2 separate regions of the Rattus norvegicus genome follow, and region 2 is linked to region 1. A link is a contact called in public HiChIP or PLAC-seq data. All regions are on one chromosome and are shown on one strand. The core of a region is the stretch at or near the end of the contact, and the rest is flanking DNA. Distances in the headings are between cores, read along the strand shown. Region 1 overlaps Anks1a (ankyrin repeat and sterile alpha motif domain containing 1A). Region 2 overlaps Scube3 (signal peptide, CUB domain and EGF like domain containing 3).

Region 1 (3,112 bases), core at 268-2,767:
TAAAAAATCAATGGCAGGGGGCCAAGCTCTGTCAGCACACGCCTTGCAAGCCTGAGGACCTGAGTCTGATCACCAGAGCCCACACAAAGATACCAAACATAGAAGCGTGACTTTCTTTCTTTCCTTTTTTTTTTTTTTTTTTTTTTTTTCTGAGACAGGATTTCTCTGAGTAACCCGGGCTGTCCTGGAACTCCCTCTGTAGACCAGGCTGGCCTTGAACTCAGAGATCCGCCTGCCTCTGCTTCCCAAGTGCTGGAGCTAAAGGTATACGCCACGACTACCTGGCTGACAACAGGAATTTCTAACCCCTGTACCAGGGAGGTAGGAACAGGAGGACCGCAGCTGTCCTAGCCTATTGATAAAACCCTAGGCTCAGTAAGAGATCCAGTCTCACAGACACACACACACACACGCTAGAAAAAACAAAATTGGGAAATGCCTTCGCTTCTCAAGATGTGCAGTCCTGCTTATTTAGTTTCTGAGGTGCCTATGATTTTGTGGGTTTTTGTTTTTTGGTTTTTTTTGTTTGTTTGTTTTGCTTTGTTTGCTTTTTTTGTCAATTTTTGTTTTTTACATTAAGATGAATGGTGTCTGGTGAGGAGACGCATGCACATTGTAGTCCCATCATTTGGAGGCCAGAGGGCCTTTTAAGCTCCGGAGTTTAAGCGTATCCCAGATGTGACACTGTGATATAGCATGGTGGCCTCGTGACGTGGCACAGTGACCCTGAGAAGAGAGGCTGGGAGGGGAGTAGCAGAGAGGAGGAGTGGAGATAACATGCGGGCAAACACACTCAGGCTTCGCTGTGGCCCCAGCCTCCTTGCAGCTGTCACACTGTATCTGAAGGAGGAGAAGAGAAGCGGGGAAGTCAAGCCATAGACACAGGCCGCATGTGGGGGTGGGGTCAGGAACTGTGGGACAGCCTGGCATTCAGTGACTACAAATCTTGTGTAAAAAGCAGAGCTGATGCCTCTGGGGGCCAGTCTCAGAGTCAGATACTTCGGGAAGTACAGACAGAAGTGGCCCTGTGTCTGTGTTTGAACCACAAAGGATCCCTACTTTCCTAAAACTTAACAGTCTTGGAGAGCAGGAGCACTGAGCCCACCACGACACAGGAGAATTCCCACCAGAAATGTTGATCGCACTTACAGGATGGAAACACCCAGCCACGGGAGGACACATTAGCAGATCCACGAGGCAGAAAATGCATCTCCCAAAAGTCACCAGGCCCACTGGGCACTGATAGTTGTAACAAGGAAGGGGGACCCTCTGTGCTTCAAATTGTTTCCAAGTCAGGGCCAGTGGGTCTGAGCCATTTCTGTCCGTGCAGTCCGGACGTGTGACCACTCGGGATTGCAGTGGCTGCTTTCCAGGTTGGATAGCACAAAGGAAAGTAGCCAGTAGGCCTAGTAGTCACAGCACTGTCCTTGGCACTCTGGGTCTGTGAAGAGGTGACTTAGCACGAGCGGCAGTGGCTGCTCTGAGGCGTATGTGAATGCCACGTAGTGTGGTTCCAGAGGGAGTCGAGGTGTTGTTCCCGAGAGCCATGCATGCACCTGAGTAAGAAGACTGATCTTCTTGGAGGGCAGGGGCCTGTTCTCTGTCTGCAGTTCTCCCTCCGATCCTGTCACCTTGGTAAGCCCTCTCCAGTGCTGAGCAGGGCCCCCTTACTCAGATTTCAGAAAGAGAAAATAGTGCTGTCCTCAGTCCCTTCCCTCAGCCTGAAGGTCCGGGCTGGCTTTTCATGGCAGAAGCTTGCACGCCTTTGTGACTTTGTGGACAGAAGCTTGGCAGTTGAGTCTCATGGGCCAGCATCTTCTCCCCAGCCTCTGACTTAGGCTCCTGACGAAGCCAGGCCTCTGGCTGCCTCCCCACTCCTCTTGCTGCTGCAGGGTTAGAACAGCTCGCTCTCCTTCTGATTAAACAAGCTTTGTGAGTAGCATCTCTGTGTTGTCCAAATGTTTTGACAGATATATATATATATATGTATATGGACATGTATGATAATTACAGAAAGTAGTCGAAAGGTGAAAGAGGGCAGAATATGTTAAGATCACACGAAAATGGTTTTTAAAAAGCAATTTGATATTCAAAAGTGAGACAAATTACGTTCACGTAAGAGATCAGAGATAGGTCTGTGAAGAGAGTGTCTGAGCCAAGCCCTGAAACAGAGACTTCAACCTGAAAGGCCAGCACTGGGGAGGGAGATGACCAGAGGTTCCAGGCAGGGGTGTGGCACACGACAGAGGGTGGAGGGAGGAGGTGGAGAGTAGCCTGGATCAGGGCCAGACTCCAGTTTGACTGGAACAAAGAGAACTTGTCACAGAGTGTTGGATCTCAAATGTCAGTCTTTATTCCAGAGACAGAGCGGTATTGTTGAAACTCGAGGAGTGGGGTGACAGCCTAGGAGCCACACGCTCAAAAGGGTAGAATTTGGGAGTCAGGGCTTGGGACAGGCCGGCGGAGGCAGGAATAGCTTGCAGCCAGGAACCTTCATGAGTCTCTGCTGGTAACTAGAGCCTATCCCAGAGGGGCAGGAGGAAGTTAGGGGAGGAGGAAGGAGTGGGACAAGTCTGAGGGTAGGACAGCGGAGGTGCGGCCAGGCATGGATGAGCAAGGGCTGGGTGCTGAGGGCGGTTTCCAGCCTGACTGAGAGAGTATTACGTAACCAGTAGAAATGGGCACTTGGGAAGGCCAGGACTAAGGGACGGTGCTAAATCTTGGTTGAGTGTTGTGCGTTCTAGGAGAACGTCTGTGTGACTCTGCCCATCATGCCAGGAAGGTGGCTCTGATGACGAAGAGAGACCCTGAAGATCCCAGGAACTGAATGGCCTCTGCAGTGATGAGCTCAGGGTGGGCGGAAGGTGGTGCTGTCAGGACCTGTTAGTCACAGCCCAGGGGGCTGTTCGCTCTCCAGCCGTTAGCACAGGAGAAAGCGATGGGAAGGCAGTCCCCAAAAGCTGAATGTCTCTTCAATGGTGCCGTTATGCTGAAGAGGTGGCAGCCTTAAAAGCTAGGTGCGGGGAGTCAGGACAAGAGTCACAAGCTCCACATCAGCCTGGACTGCAGAGTGAAGCCACCCTGAACGATAACTGCACCCTTTATCCCAGGT
Region 2 (3,112 bases), core at 174-2,673, 170 kb after region 1:
ATTGGAACAGCCCAGGCAAGAGATTACGGTGGCTTCCCTCCGTGTGACAGCTGTGGGGATGGCAAGCTGGTCAGATGCTGGGCATACACTGAAGGGAGAGTCAACAGTTGGCTGTAGCTCTGAGGAAATGGTCAGGGCCGGGCCTTAGCAGTGGAGGACTAGGCCTGTGTCACTACCTGGGCTGCAGGGTTCTGGGGCGCCGGCAGTAGGGACAGGAGGCCAGGGCTCACCTCTGGGCATGCTCGGTGGGAGCCGCTGTTGGACAGGAGGAGGTCTGCTGAGTATTTCCCTTTTCCACATGCCACCCAAGCTGACAACTGCCACCTGCCATCTTCTGCAGGATAAGAAGCTTATCAAGGCCTTCTTTGAGGTCCTGGCCCACCCCCAAAACTACTTCAAGTACACAGAGAAACACAAGGAGATGCTGCCAAAGTCCTTCATCAAGTTACTGCGCTCCAAGGTCTCCAGCTTCCTGAGGCCTTACAAATAGTGCCTGTGGGCTCCGAGACCCGGGTTTCAGAGCTCCCACCTCCCTGGCCCTCAGAGCTGGCACCCCGACCTCAGACAACAAACTGTCTTCTCCTCTTGGAGGAGCGATACCACGACACCAGGCACTCTCCCCTTCTGTCTTTCTAGTTACCTTGCCTTCCTTCTGTCTCTCTCCTGGAAAAGTCATTCAGTGCTGTCTGTTCCCCCCAGGGGTGAAGGAATAGACACCCTCTACCCCTCTGCCATTATACTGCGGTGCCTTGCTAGCCAGGAGCCAAAAGATTCCTCCCTCAGCAGCCTGTGATCCCCAGAGTGACTCTTCCCAGCCCAGAGTCCTGCCAAAGAAGCCTTTGACATGGCAGGTTTATCCCGACTGGGCTGCTGGGGCACACACTTTGAGCCCTGGGGTGCCCACACAGTTGGTGTCCTCATCTGTGGAGCTCCTTGCTCTGACTGGGGCTGACTCCGTAGGGTTTACAAGTTTCCATACTGCTGGGCTGGCAAACCCCTGCCAGGGAAGGGAGAACAGCAGGCAGGGGCCCCAGACATACAAAGCTCTCAGATAGCTCTGCAGGACAGAAAGCAGCTTTTCAAAACATTGCCCAAAACAAAGGAAAGAAAATGTATTGCCTAAAGGAGCTCCCTGCAGAACAAGTAGAAGCCAGCCTCAAACACTAACCCTTTCCTTGCCAGCCCTCTGTGCCAGCTGTGCCCTCACCCTACCTAAGGGCTCCCTGGGGAGCCTGTTAAGTGCTGTCCCTAGAGAAACCTGGCTGTTGGCTCTCCGGGTCTGGACCTTGCTCCACGGTTGTTTTTCCCTTGTAGCCCCAGGTGGCTTGTGGGCTCCAGCAAAGAGGATGGGCTCTGCAGTCAGCCTGGAGCTGCCTACCTCTAGCTTCAGGCTGTGGGCAGCAGGAGGAGTGAGTGAGTGCCCTTGGCAAGCTGCCTGCCCACCCTCTCCACATCTGAGAAGTGCAATCATTTTGAGTCTTTCTGTGTTGTCTAGAGGGAGGGGTTTTTTGTTTGTTTCTTTTTCCTCTTAGCTTAGCCCTATTTATAGCTGCCCAGGAGGGCTGTGTTGGGAGTGGAGGAACAGCAGTCTGACTGTCAGCAGCCTTAAGAGCCAGAGCATCTCATCTGTCTCTGTCCTAGCTGAGGCCGCCCAGAACTTCAGAGCCCTCGGCTGTGCAAGCCCTCAGAGGCGCCCAAGGCACCGGAGACCAGCTCCGTAAAGTGATGGGGCGGGAGGAAGAGGCTTCCTGCCTGAGCCAATGCTGCCTTCCTTGTGTCTGTCTCTGTGGATTCGTGGTCACAGATGCAGATGGACTGGTCAGGAATCTCCTGCGAGTAGGGACAACCTGTCTTCCTGCTTCATGCTCTCTCCTGACATACCATGGAAGAGCATCAGGATGGCCAGCGAAAGCTCCCAGGACGTCCAGAGGCTGGAGCAGCCTCAACTTGGATAGTTAGCCATGTATGAAGCTGGTGAAGGAACAAGAAGCAGACATGTGCCTGACACTGGCTGCCTGCCTCCTGGAGCTGACTCAAGCCTGTTTCGACTACTGTTTCAAAAGGAAGAAAGGCGTCTGTGCCCGGGCCCAGGCTCTACCCATGCTCTACCCTTAACCCAGTTGCTGCCTGTAAAGTCTCCAATTGTTCCTTCTCCTTCCCCTGAGGCTGGAGTCCTGGACAGCCACCGTGAGTCCTCAGGTCCAACTCTAGGTAACTGCCAAGAGTTTCAACTACCAAAAAGTCTGATCCTCACACACACAGCAAACAAGGCCAGCTTCCGGGACACATTAGCCAACATGGTCAGGGTGGGGTGGGGGTCAGAGGCTATTGTAAAGCTGTTAAATGGCTTCATACAAAGGGGTGACTGGGCATTTAGAGGGATGTCTGTGCTTCCCCAGAAGCGCTCCAGAACAGCCTGGATCAACTCTGATCGTCCTAATAGGAGCATGGATAACTGCAGATCCTCTCTCCCTGCCATTCTGCCCAGCTCCTGGAAAGCCACACCGTGACAGTGCCTCCCAATGTGTGCCTTTAGGGTGTAGCTTCTCTGCATTCCCGTCACACATCACACATGCACAGACATTTCCTCTAATCATTTACTCTATGGCTGATGGAGTGGCGCATGAGATCCACCATACGGAGAGAGCAGCCACTAGACTTAGCTGGTTAATGGAGAGAGCAGCCACTAGACTTAGCTGGTTAATGGAGAGAGCAGCCACTAGACTTAGCTGATGTCAAGGAGGATGGAGGAGATCAAGCGAGCACTTGAGCTGTCAACCGAGTTGGCAGTTAGGAATCCAGGCAGAGCTACAGAGGATCCTGGCCCTGAGGCACCAACCGAGTTGGCAGTTAGGAATCCAGGCAGAGCTTACAGAGGATCCTGGCCCTGAGGCACCAACTCTCGGGGCTCAGTGGACTGAATGAGGAGTTAGGAACTCAGGGACTTTCTAGGACTGCACAGGTAGAACGAAAGAGGTTTCCAGGAGGAAGTGGGAGGCTGGGGAGACGGTGTGAACAGGAACCCTTCGTGACCTGACCCAGAAGCTTCTCTGTGAGCTCTGGTGCTTTTGGGGTCACATAACTGTGGCACCTCATCCATCCTAGCACGAGA

The links. HiChIP or PLAC-seq counts read pairs in DNA pulled down with a chosen protein or histone mark.
Region 2: a contact with region 1 is called in an H3K27ac HiChIP or PLAC-seq map of oligodendrocytes, with 5 times the contacts expected there. The contact joins two enhancer-like sites.

The regions. Positions count from the first base shown.
Region 1 is chr20:6,058,299-6,061,410 of GRCr8, forward strand. All of the region lies in intron 11 of Anks1a (ankyrin repeat and sterile alpha motif domain containing 1A), which reads left to right. Among named protein-coding and RNA genes, the nearest start is that of Tcp11, 78 kb to the right of the region's middle. Within about 2 kb of position 1,518, at least 50 of the 93 cell types and tissues checked have an H3K27ac peak or open chromatin away from gene starts, as enhancers often do.
Region 2 is chr20:6,228,843-6,231,954 of GRCr8, forward strand. Scube3 (signal peptide, CUB domain and EGF like domain containing 3) reads left to right here. Exons shown (of 22, transcript NM_001271362.2): 22 at 341-3,112. The coding sequence ends at 490. All of the region lies in intron 1 of LOC108349039 (a long non-coding RNA gene), which reads right to left. Among named protein-coding and RNA genes, the nearest start is that of Zfp523, 15 kb to the right of the region's middle. Within about 2 kb of position 1,424, at least 24 of the 93 cell types and tissues checked have an H3K27ac peak or open chromatin away from gene starts, as enhancers often do.